Regions from separate parts of the Oryza sativa genome. Here region 1 is linked to region 2. A link is a contact called in public ChIA-PET data. All regions are on one chromosome and are shown on one strand. Each heading gives the region's core, a stretch centred on a gene start, on an enhancer-like site or on the middle of the called end of the contact. The rest is flanking DNA. Distances are from core to core; before and after follow the strand shown. Region 1 holds the start of LOC9271287 (piezo-type mechanosensitive ion channel homolog). Region 2 holds the start of LOC4325434.

Region 1 (6,731 bases), core at 4,165-6,664, 140 kb after region 2:
TCGGAGCCCATTTATACAACTGGCTATGAAATTCGCCCCGAACTAATCAGCATGGTTAGGGAAAATCTTTTTTCTAGCTTTGTTCTAGAAAATCCCTACCATCATCTACTAGACTTTGAGCAAGTCTGCTCATGCCTTAAGATTCGTGGCATGAGACAGGAAACTGTACGGTGGAAATTGTTTCCGTTCTCTATTCAAGAAAGAGCGAAGCAATGGTACACCTCTACCGTTGGATGTGTAAATAGTAGTTGAGAAAAGTTACGAGACAGATTCTATCTTGCCTTCTTCCTAATTACTTAACAACAACAGTTCAATAATACTTTCGGCGCATCGCTATCCTTGTTTCTACTTTTATTTCGACGAGTTCTTACTTTCGGGTTGAGCTGCATCGATTTCGATCTTCGACAAGAGGTAAACTTGTCATGGCGGCTTGCATTCTCAGGATTAGTGTTACGCCCGGAATTTCTATCCAAAATTCAAAACGCTTACATGTGCGTTAAATCCTCGTCCAGGAATCAGCCGAGGCACACAATAACAAATTGATAATATAGTACTATCAAACTACTAATTAATATTCGCAAAATAATAAATTATTACAGAGGTGGATAGTTCCTCTCAAAAGAATAAAATTCTACGCAGCAGAAAAAAAACAAAAGACTAAACAGCTATGGCGACTCCACTCCACAAGCAACTTGACCCGAACAAAGCCTAATCCTCCTGATCATCACCTTCACTGAAGTACTCCTCCTCTGATGAATGAATATTGCAAGAATGAGCATATGACATACTCAACAAGCCACACAACAAATATGCAAGTGCACAAGATAACAAAGGATGGCATTATATAGCTTATTTGCATAAACAGCAATTAATAAACATTTGAGAGAATAGTAAAACAGTTGAGTAATTAAGCAATATTAAATAAACACTATACAACACACCCGTGTCGCATAGGCCCAACCTCATCCGAACAACCAACCCCGGTTGTACAGATCAAACCTCCATACCAGGAATATACCATTCCAAACCAGGAGTCAAATTAATTATCACAGCATTATCATTAATGAGTAGTGTGAGACTAATCACGAAAAACGTTGTTAAACCCACCCATAACCACAGGCACAGCTATTCGAATAGTTTTACTCTGGCCAAAGATATACCACTGTACCCACAAGACACAGCTCCACAACATGTTACCATGCGCCTCGATACCACCACGATACCTTGGAAAGGAACTGTGACAATACCTCTCACACAACACAACTAACCACAGTGCACCGTTCCTGGATCATAATCTCCCCCTCAAAACCAGAGCCAATGGACTCCCCAGCGACCCCCACGGACTTCTCGCTGCTTTTCAGTCTGGCACCCCGTAATGAACCATGCTATACAAAAGGTAAAGCCGTTGCCTACGCTGGCTTTTGGTTGGCACGGTTAATGTTTCACAACAGTAGCTCGCGAACCGGTCCTTAATTGTCATGAGCACAACCATCAAAACCATATGCTCACAACCCACCTTTAATCAGGTTTTAATTATCAATTAATTATCATAACACGATTAACCATCGTGAGCTACCATTAAATATAACCATAATTAATAATGTAGTATGATTCATCCCATTAATGAGCTAATGTTTCTAAGTATGGCTAAGCAATTATACATATAGCATTTAGCTGAACCAAACCAATATATAAGGTTCTAGCTAATCAAATTATAACCCATAGGAAAAATAAAGTCATCTTCGGCCATTAATTAATTGGAAAAGGCTCACCACCCGATGACATTCGAAAATAATGCATCAGTTGAAATAAAACATTAGCTTTAAACGGGTTCAACATGCTCAAAGGGTTGTTTGGGATCTGTGTGACTTGCCTTGAGCTTCTTCAAATGCTTCCGAACCTTCCTCAAAGAAAACGCTCTCCTCCGGAACGTCGGAAACTAAAGCAAATAAACAAAATCAACAAAACAGTACAAAAACAAGCATAAACAGTACATGTGGATATTTTTAACATGTTGATCTTGATTTAGATGAATTTAGCAACTTCAACCACTCGAATCCGAGTTACGATGAGTTCTGAAGTTTAATCGATTTTCATTTAATAGAGAAAACTAAATAAAAAGGATTTATGACGTCATCGCTGACATCATCACCGGCCATGGCACGGCTCCACGCGACCACCGGCAAAAGAGAGCTCGGTTGGGCTATCCGAGAACACCTACGCGAAGAGGACGACGACGCGAACTCACCGGTGCAAGAAACTACGACGGACGACGACAAATGGCGACCGGCGACGAGGACTAACGGCGGCGCGGCTTGGCTCGACGACGGCGGCGGCGTTCCGGCGGCTTACGACGACGGCGAAGGGGCGGACGGGGTGCTCCTCCACCGTGCGAACCCGGTGGCGGTGACGGACGGCGACGGCGCGGAGCGGCTGGAGCGGCGTCGGCGGCGGCGGCGCTAGGGCTACGCGGCGGCGGCGCTACGGGCGACGGCGAGGCTCGGGACTTGAGGGGAAACGTAGAGGACGACTAGGGGATGCTTTATAAAGGCTTGGATTAGAGAGATCGGACTCCAGCCGAGAGGAAACGAGCCGGGAAAAACTAGGGTTAGTTTGAAGAGATAAGCTCAAAATGAATTCGATTAGGTTTATCCGGGCAAAATTGATCCCCGAAACCTTAGGGGAAAGGGAGAGGATAAGGAGGAGAGGATTTTCGCTCAAGCAATCGGACTCGGGGGCGACTGGTTGAGGCGGAATCGGAGGAGAGGCGGCGGTGCTCGGGCTTGGCTCGGCCCGGCCGGAGGTAGGGGATGACCCCGACATGTGGGCCCCACATGTTGGCGGCTAGAGGAGGGGAGGGGCGGCTCGGCTTGGATTGGGCCGGCGTGGGCCGCACGGCCATGCGCGAGGGAGAGGGATGTTGGGCCGGAAAGGGCCCAACGGCCTAGGGGGGAATTTTAAAACTTTTCCAATTAAAATAATTCGTGAAATGATGTTTCATTTATTAAAAATACTTCCTTTGCTCAAATAATTCCCAGAAAAATCTAGAAAATAGATAAACAAGCAAAGTATTTAATGAAATTTTATCTATCTCAATTTTATGTTGAAATTTTTCCTGGATTGTTAGAGTTTAACTTGTAGTCTTTTAAAAATAATTTCTAAAAATGATTTAAAGAATGAATTATTAAATTAGGCGATTTTCAGGGCGTGACAATTAGTGCTTCCGTCGTTACGATACTCTAATGTTGTTTATGTAAATCGTCGAGTTATCATATATGCTTCATAATCTTTATTAGTTTCACAATCTAACTTGCAATCGGCTTGTATCTATCGCTAGAGAGTAGCCGATAGAGTTAGATCTTGTTTTTAATCTAGATTATATAGCATATCTAACATCTCTTAGAGGTTTTCATCATCTTGTCTAGATCTTATATTTATTCTTATGCTTAATGCTGCATCTGTCTAGCCTGTTTTATGATTACCAATAGAGATAGCATCGGGGTTTCAGCCGATCTTACCTGATTTAGCTATTTTATACCCTATATGTTCGCTTGACATGCTAAATCCGCCCTTTATATTAAGATCTTATTGCATTAAGGTATATCAAGTCCTTCTGTTTGATATATTTCGTCTGTTCTAACATCTTAATATAGAGTGGTATCGGAGTATTAGCTATTTGATCGGCTATGCTATAAACGTATGTATAATCGTTATCTTAAAGTATCTTTAAACATAAGTGATTTATACTGTCTCGACTTGCTCTTCGATCTATCCAATCACTTAGTTTAAACATATTTCGAGAGAAGGATTATATATCGTTGATATCTATAGCCGATTGAGTAGATTTAGCTTTATATTGCTTTATTCTTCATTGCCGATCTAATGCCAATAACATCGGCTTAATGATTGACGATGTCATCGGCTCCTAGCCGATCGGCTATCGTTTATGGATTTAACCACGGTTTTCTTGTCTTTCTTTCTTGTTGATTGCAGGATCAAATCAACTGGCACGCCTTTGAACCCAAGAACAAGATTTAGGACCTGCACTGGAGTTAAGCAGATCTCTCAGGCCAGTGTGTACTTTTCGCATCAACAGGAATTTAAATTTTTGTCATACTGTATCATCAATTAAGTTTTTATCCTTCTTTACGACTTTATATAGGGTCCCCGAATTTAACGGGACGACCCTGCCCCCTTTTACATTTACATTAGTGACTTAGCTTTCACTGGAAAGGGGGCGGCGCTAATGTTTTTGGCACCGTCATATTGGACCAAGGCGTCAATGATTAGGGATGGCAGTGGGTCGAGTGAATCCATGCCCGACCTGAGACCCACGTGCCCGTGCCTAACCCACGCCTGCGAAGCCTATCGGGTAAAACCCAATGCCCATGCCCATGCCCGTCGGGCACGGGCATGCCCAACGGGTACCCACTGTGCCCGTGCGCCGCCCATGGACTGCCTCTGCGCTGGGAGCTCCGTATACGGGTGGCAGCAGCACGGGCGGTGTCCGCGAGGCTGGCTCAGGTCATGGCGTCGCCGTCGCCATCATGAGCTGCCACTGCCGTCACCTGCCCTCACCAACCCACGCCGGCCCGCGTCGCCGCCATCGACTGCCTGCGTAGCCGCCGTCGCCTGCTTGAGCCGGCCCGCGTCGCCGCCTGCCGCCGCTCGCGCCGCCTGCTCGCGCTGCCGCCTGCCTGCTCTATCGCCGTCGCCTGCTCGCGCCAGCTCACGCCGCCGCCTGCTGCCGCCAGCCCACGCTGCCGCCGCCATCGCCTGCTCGCGCTGGCCCGCGTCGCCGCCTGCCGCCGCCGTCACCCGCCCGCGCTGCCGTCGCCATCGCCTGCTCGCGCCGGCACGCGTCCGCCGTCACCTGCCCGCGCCGCCGTGATTGAGGTAAGAGAGGAGAGTGGGGAATTAGAGTAAGGTTTCAGTTGAGTATATATATGCCCTTGGTTGATGGGCCAAATGGGCCAAAAGAAAGAGGGATCGGAATTAAGAGGTGGGCCAAAATTAGCTAAAACATAGGTATCGGGTCGGGTATGGGTTATCTACGGGGAAAAAGTATTACTCAATTATTGCCCGCTACATTCTCGGGTCTCGGGCGGGTGTGCCCACGGACAAAATATTACATCCATGCCCATGCCCATTGGACCCGTGGGCAAAACTGCCATCCCTACCCATGATGGTGACGCCGCGGAAATGACCATTTCTCGCTAATAAGTATTTTAGGGGTTCATTTGTAGAATAAATTTTTTAAAAGGACCAAAAGGTGAAAAATCAAGCCTAACCATGGTGGCATCATAACGTCAGATTTGTCGCGAACAGACGTCGGAACCGAAAGGCAGACAGAGACGACGCTCGTGTGTGAGAGGCCATCCAAATAAAAAAGAAAAAGTACAGCGGCAAGAGAAGAGCCCAACCAGTGAGATCTCCTCGCTGCCCTGCCCTAATCCCCCAAATCCTCTTCCACCCGGCGGAAGGCGAGCGACCCGATTCCGATTCGATTCGGCTCGCACCGCAGATGGCGGTAAAGTCGGGCTAGCGGGAGCGAAGCGTGGGGAGGAGGAGCCGCCGCCGTCACCTTCTCGCGATGGCGTGGCGGACGGGCGGCTGCGCCGGCCGCTGCCTTCTGCCGCTGGTGCTCCTGGCAGGTACGCTTCGTCCGTCCATCCCATCCGATGCGAATCTTCTGTATAGCTGATTGCGTGCGTCGCGGTCCTTCTAGCTGCCAAATTCATGGGTGTTCCCTCTTTATGTTGCGCTCGGGGCTAAGCTAGGGTTTAGGTTCTGCCATAAAAATAGGTTCCTGCTGTTAGGATTCTGCACCAAGGTGGTGGTAGCTTGATTACAGCTAACTAGAATTCTGTTAAGAGAGTAAGTTCATTGAACCGTTGATTTGCTTATAAGACGAGCTGCTTAGAGATTTCTGATGTTATTGCTGCTATTTGCTTATAAGATTTGGATGTTGTGGATAGTGGATAATTTCCTTTGTGATATATTTTATCTAAAATGGTATGTAGTGCTGCTACCAATGTACCTGCTGAATGCACAGCTTTCTATCCTTATTCCCTTTTCATTTCTCTCACACAAAATTACATGCTAATGATTATTGACCCAAATTTAGTCTGCAAAATACGAATATTAATGTGCAGTTTACATGATTGAGTTTATTGACTATACTGTATAATTGTATATTTTATCAGTAATGAACCAATGTTTTATGTACTTATGTCATTAGCTGTATGCCTATTTGGAAATCTGAATGTAAGGTGGGTGGGCAAAACATTGTTGAGGTAATAGATAGCGGGGCAAAACATTACTATTGTTGAGGTTGGCCATCACCTGAACTTCTCATTTCATACATAGCGCATTTAGTCTTTTATGATCTGTCATGGCTGGTCCTGGCCTCACTGAGTGGATGCAAGGAGGGTTGTTTATGTTTGGACAGGCTGTGCTGACAAGTTGTTTGGACTTTGGACGAATGTATTAGTAAGAGTGGGGGAGGGGGTTGTCCTAATCTGTTTTGATGGTTCAATCTGTTTTCAGCTGAATCTTCAAATCACATTGGAGTGAAATTGTATGGCTAAGTCCTAGAATCCTTATGTTTAATTGGATATTATTATTAGTAAAACATTTAAATAATTATACTCCAGTTGTTAATTTAGTCAATAACTAATTCAGTGATATACAACCGATTGATTCCTTTGCATGATTAAGCCTTCTGCTAA
Region 2 (6,221 bases), core at 1,482-3,981:
CTGCGGCCGGCCCAGCAGGGAGGAGGGGGAGGAAAGGAGAGAATGGGCCAGCGGCCCATTCGAAAAAAGGAGGAAAAAGAAAGGAAAAAGAAAAAGAGAAAGGAAAAAGGATTTTCCCTGGAATTAAAAATATTGCTTGCTCAATTTTAATTGGTTAAAATTATTTCTAGGGCTCTAAAAATTCCACTAAAAATTCTGTTAGTGAATTTCGACATGTAGAACTCAAGAAAAATTCCACATGCCACTTCCGATTATTATTTGCATTGATTTAAAAGGGTTTACTCTGGCTTTGCACCTGTATTTTCTTGGGGTCATTTATAAATTAAATTTAGGCTTGGGAGGAGAACTTCGGGGTGTGACATACATCAGGACTAGGAATCACCCTTATGACACAACTCCAGAACCGGGAGTACGGCACATTCGAATGATTTAATTCACCTCTGCAGAGACTGTCCAGATTTACCCACACGATGTCAACAGTTTGCAAGGCTGAGGACACCAGAGCCGTTCGAAGGTCCCACTTACTACTAGTTACTGCACAGTGGGGTCTTGGCTTATCATAGTGGTCGAACTCTTGCCAGGCCTAGGGCAAGGTTACTTTATCGTCACACTTTCAAGAGACCCACTGTTGTGAAACACTGCCCCCTAACTCCTTACGCATGTTCACCCCAAAACCGCTCATAGAGCCACCCAACAGTCTTTCATATAGTGGGACAATGTACTAGGCTAAGTCCAATGTCTTGGTCGTGTGGATGGATACAACTATGTCATTTCCCATGGTATAAGGGGGTAATTATAATCTGGTTAAACCACCAAAAACTTTCCAAGCTCCCCACACCATCTTCATCATTCATCAACATTCATAATCACAATATTCACAATCTCAATTCATAAATGCCCATTTTAACCGGATTCCTAAGTTTGTAAAGATGTTTGAATAATAAACCACATAAAATGATCTCAAATGTATCTTATTAATATCATGTAATCATGCTTAAAAGCATTTAACATCTACCCATCAGATGTTAAAAGAGTAAGATATTATGCATCAAATTTAAATATGAAGATTATATCAAGTTTTATATATGATCAAAATTTTAGTTATGTCTTGCCTTGCGCCTTAAGATTTCCCATGGTTTCAGCGTAGCCATTTGGGTCCACGTCAGCTCCTTGGATGCCGATAGAACTTGCTGTACGGTCTAACATACGAATATGAAAAAGATGGCAAATAAAGCCTATAAGCAAATTGCTACAAAGAAACGATAAAACCAAGGAATAAATAAAATTGGAGCAAGGCGAGAGGAAAAAGAATGGTTCAAAATAAATTTTAATTTGAAAACAAAAGAAATCGGGGAAATAGATAATTTGGATAGGTGGGGTTTGTTTGGTGGATTTGGTTTCTAGTCAGTGCTAGAGTTGAGCAGCACGATTGCTAGATATTTGAACTGGTTAGCCGATGCTAAGGTTGGACAGCATAACGGCTAAATATTTGGCTCATCTAGTTGATGCTATGGTCAACCATCACGACTAGTGAGTTGGGAAAATTTTGTACAGGTTTACGGAATAGTGTTACTCTACAGTTGTGAGTGATAGTAGAGCGGCTAGGGTCACACAGAGCTCGAAAGCTGGTGTGCTGTGGATGTCGAGGGAGTAGTGAGGCTCTGACCACTGTAAGCATTGAGGCGTGGGGTGCGAAGAGCGACACTTCGACATTGGGATTAGGTTATGCCGGGTTTTACAGCCAACGGTTTGACGTCGGGGTTTGAGACCACGCGAACGTCTTCAGAGAAGGCGTAAAATTCCAACAGCGGATTTTTAGTGGCTAAGGGATGGTTTGGGAATGGTTTAGAAATAAAATGAGTATTTAAATAAATCAAAGAAATTTAAACACAAAAGGGGTTTTAAATAGATTAAAGAAATAAAATTTAAAATGGTAAAAAAAAGGTGCATTTAAAAATTAAAGGATAATTAAAATTTAAAAAGGTTTTTAAATAAAACAAGAAATTCAAAATTAAAGGGGATGTAAAGTAAATCAAATAAATTTAAAATAATTTTTAAAGGTTAATTAAAATAATTTAAAATTAGAAAGTAAATAAATAAATAAGGAAAAGGGTTTTTAAATAAAGAATTTTAAATAAAATTTTAAAAATAGGAAATTTGGTATCAAAACGAAGAGTTTGAAATTATATGAATTTAGGTCAAAGTCTCATTGGGATTGGATTTGTGGTTGGAAAGATATGGGTGTCTAAAGATTGAAATTGAATTAAAATCAAATAAAAGAGGAAGGTTACTGTGCAGCGGGGCCTACTTGTCATATGTCTCTTCTTCCTCCCGTTCCTCTCCTTCCTTCTGTTTCTTCTCCCGAGCAACAACAGAGAGGAAAAGGGACAGGGCGCCGGTGCTTCGGTGGTTGAACGGCCTCGACGGCGGCGGCCAAGCGTGTTCCCGCTCGCTGCGCATCCGGGGAGGTCGGTGGAAAGCATAGGGGGAAAAGAGGATGGCTGGAACAGCGGCAACAAGAGCTCAGCTCCGGCCGGCTTTGGTGGTGCCGTTGGTGGCTTGTGGAAGTGGCTAAAGGAGAGGGGAAATAGGAAAAATGGAATCACCGGAGTGAGGCAAAGCCTATGGTAAAAGGGAATAGGAAGGGAAGCAACGGAGGAGGAGATCGGCTGGTGGTAGACAACGCCGGCCATGGCAGGAGAGAGAGGAAGAGCTCGAGGCTATGTTGATGTGGGGAAAAAGAGAGGACCTCGTCGTCATTTTATAGGCTGCGGAGGTCGGTTGCCGATGGCGGTTCACAGAGAAGGGTGAGGAGAACTCCGTGACGGCGGCGTGGAAAAGAAGGAGACGGCGCCGGCTCTGTTCATCCATTGGTCGGCCAGCGCGGCGCGCACACGCGTCGGCGGCAGCGAGGTTGGACGACGGAGGAGATGGATTACGGCACGGCGCCGGCTTGCCGTGGTTGGCAAGGCAGCGGCGACGGCAGCAGAACCGCGGGCGCAATGCCGCGGTCGGCGGCGTCTCATGGCGTGCGGTGGCGGCGCCCACAGAGGAGGTAGAAGGCGGCTTCGGTTGGCCGGCTCGACTGGGCTTCGGCTCGGCTGGGCTGGCAGCGCAAGAAGAGTGGAAAGGAAAAAGGAAAAAGTACACCGAAGGTCCCTCAACTTGTCATGGGGATAAAAAACATCCTCAAACTGTAAAACCAGATATACAGGGTCCCTTAACTATACAAAACCAGTCACCCGAGCTTCTTCGGTGGTTTTGACGCCGGTTTTAATATACGTAACGGCTGAATTAGCGAGGGACCCACGTGAGACCTACATATCAGGTGTCCACGTCACCCTCTCTCTTTCCCCTTTCTTTTTCTCTCTTCTTTTTCCTCTCCTCTTTGCGGGGCTGAGCGGCGGCCGGCTTGCGAGCGCGTGGCGGCCGGTGAGGCGGCTTGCGAGCGGAGGCGCGGAGGAGGAGGCGGGAAAGGAGGGCTCTGCGCCGGCGTCCTGCTCGGCGTCACCGTCATCGTCTACCTCCAGGAGAAGGTCGGCGGGGCGCTGACGCCGTCGTGCTCGCCGCCGTCATGGCCGCCTCCCTCGCCGTCTTCCTCGCCGGCTGGCGCCACTACCGGTACAGGGTCCTCGAGGGCAGCCCACTCACGCCGCTCGTCCACGTCACCTCGCACGGCGGCCGCGCCGCCGGCTGGTTCGGCAAGGACCTGAACAGCAGCAGGCTGGACCTCTTCTACTGGCTTCTCGCCTGCATCGGCATCGCCAACCTCGTCTTCTACGTGGTCGTCGCTAACAGATACTCGTACAAGACCGTCATGGCCGGCGGCAAGGTCGTCGACGACAAGGCCGGCGACATCGAGTGCGCCGCCGCCGCAGCTGCTGCCTACTGATCAATCAAGCAGCTGATCGATTAGCTACCTAGCTATAAAATCATGGTAAGAAAGAAAATGGCATCATCATGTAGGAGTATATATGGTCTGCTTCGTGGTACGTGACAACCAAAAAAAATTGTAATGATTAAGTCGTTCTTCCATGTATATGCTTGATCTGCTTGTGATTGCCATCTGATCGTGTGCGCTACTGCTACTGCTGATGTTGCCAAGTCCAAAACTGTTTGTTAGCGCAAGCGCTGAACTCCGATACGGAACTGAAGAAAACAGAGCAAGAACAGAGTATCGAGGAATTTCAGAACTTAGCGAAATCACGAGCAAATGTGGGGCAATTTTCTGGGGTTTTTCATTCAACTGAATTGTAAACCTTACAAGGGAAAAAATGAACTGACTGCTACTTATACTCTAGAAACAGAAAGAGAAATCCTAGGCCTAAAATCTCGTGCCATCCCACGACTCGGTTCCTCCCGGACTCCATGCAGATGCAAAATGCCACTCCGCACGCCTGACGCAATCGTCGCCACCTTCCGCAGCTTCGCCGCCAACTTCGTGCATGCATAACAAACTCCAGAATAAATTCCAGCAAAAAGGAAATTATACTAGTTTAGCCCCAAGGATAAAATTGTTAATGGAATATAACAAAGAGTCGGCTCAATCGGGAATTATTGGCCCAAGCTAAATAGTAGACTTTGGAATCTTGAATAGATAATTTAGATGAATGAGATTTCAAAGGGGAAATATTTGTTGGAGTATAAAACTGGATTTGGAAATATATGTGGATGGGAATTTCTACAGGAACAGAATTGGTGGTAGATTGGTGAACTCTAAAGGATAGTTATATTGACTCAGGGAGATTGAAAAGGATATTTTATGGACTATGGAAATATTTTGGTGGAGATCAAAAGGAAAGGTATCAACATTTCCTGTACTCTAGAGATATTGGGGTTGAGTTCAAAGGGAGAGTACTAACTGTGAGGAAATTGGAAATTGTCATTTTATGTACTCTAGGGAGGTTAGAAAATGACATTTCATGTATTCTGGAGATAGTTGAGTGATCAAAAGAAAAGTAGTGGTTCTGGGGAAAATAGGATTTGGTATTTCATGGTTTGGGTAGAGATCAAAGGGGAAATATTTGGTGGAAGATAAAACTGGATTTGATGGTAGTGTGGTAAGCTCTAAATGAAAAGGTATTAACTCTAGAGATATTGATATTTCATGTGCTCTAGAGATGGTTGAGCAGAAATTGAAAGAGTATTTGTTGGAGATGTTCGGGAATGGATTCAAAGGAAATATAATCTAGAGCCAAAGTTAGAGATTAAAGAAAATAAATAGAAAGGTTTTGTAAAATTTAAAAGAGAGCGATTAACTTTGCAAATAAAGTCTAAATCCAAGTTAAAAGAAATTAAGAGAAGGCAAGATCACTTCAATAGAAGAATCGAGAAGAGTGCAACTAAAATATTTAGCAAAAATTTTTCCCTGAAAATTTGAGTCTGTTACACCTCCGCAACCTTTGTTGCCTTAACTTAACCAGCTTTGCTACTTCATCAACCTTGACGTCTCCGAGAAACTCAACACCTCGGCATGTTCCACCAGACACAACACCGTGCTAATCTACTACAACAAGTAGTGCTCAAATCCTCAAGCTTTCTACTTAGACATTCTCAATGCTTATCTTCACTCAAGCAATGGTTATTCAACAACAAGAAATTATAGTTATTGACTCTATATTTAGTCGCTTTCCAACCAAGCATAAAGTCGGGGGCTACACAAACACAAGATTAAAATTCGACAAGCATTATGTCAAGATGAAGTAATCAATTAACCAATCAACGAGTTCTATGAAAACAACTTCTGGAGTCATTAGCTTCATCTTCGCTGCTGAACAGGCATTCTATTCCAGCAACTCCAAAATTTTCACCCTTTTGAAGATTTCAGAAATACCTCGAATTAGTCATGTTACAAACAACTACTAGTTCCAGTTATTCCTTTAAAGCATCTAGAAGACAAATTCCTTAGGGAAACCATTCAGGAGTTAACAACCATTGTGAGTAACAAATTGTTGAGGGAGCTAGAGCTATCTCCTGAAATCCTTCGGGTCAGCTCCCCTTCCTCAACTATTCAATGCCTCATAAGGGGAACCAAGGTGGATGTGCTCTCCAATTCCACTATCGGCGCCACACATCATCTCTGATTCCTATGCCTTAGCCATCTTAGGTGACGATCCATAAGCACTGACCAACGAAACCTTCAAAAGCCCCTCAGGACATCTTTTAGAAGATCTACAACTTTTGTTTTGGTCATTTTGCTATATGACTTTGTTTCAATAATT

What was found. ChIA-PET counts read pairs in DNA pulled down with a chosen protein or histone mark.
Region 1: an RNA polymerase II ChIA-PET map of leaf shows a contact between it and region 2, with 7 times the contacts expected there. The contact joins the promoter of LOC9271287 here to the promoter of LOC4325434 in region 2. A contact is called at or near these places in 1 of 15 Hi-C or Micro-C datasets (leaf) and 1 of 4 datasets of contacts at active chromatin or transcription factors (leaf).

What each region holds. Positions count from the first base shown.
Region 1 is chr1:16,424,401-16,431,131 of ASM3414082v1, forward strand. LOC9271287 (piezo-type mechanosensitive ion channel homolog) reads left to right here and starts at 5,415. Exons shown (of 21, transcript XM_066311351.1): 1 at 5,415-5,654. The coding sequence starts at 5,594.
Region 2 is chr1:16,288,842-16,295,062 of ASM3414082v1, forward strand. LOC4325434 reads right to left here and starts at 2,732. Exons shown (of 1, transcript XM_015779740.3): 1 at 2,126-2,732. The coding sequence starts at 2,693. The coding sequence ends at 2,199. It overlaps LOC136354008, which reads right to left and starts at 2,732. Exons shown (of 6, transcript XM_066305537.1): 1 at 2,309-2,732; 2 at 1-1,199.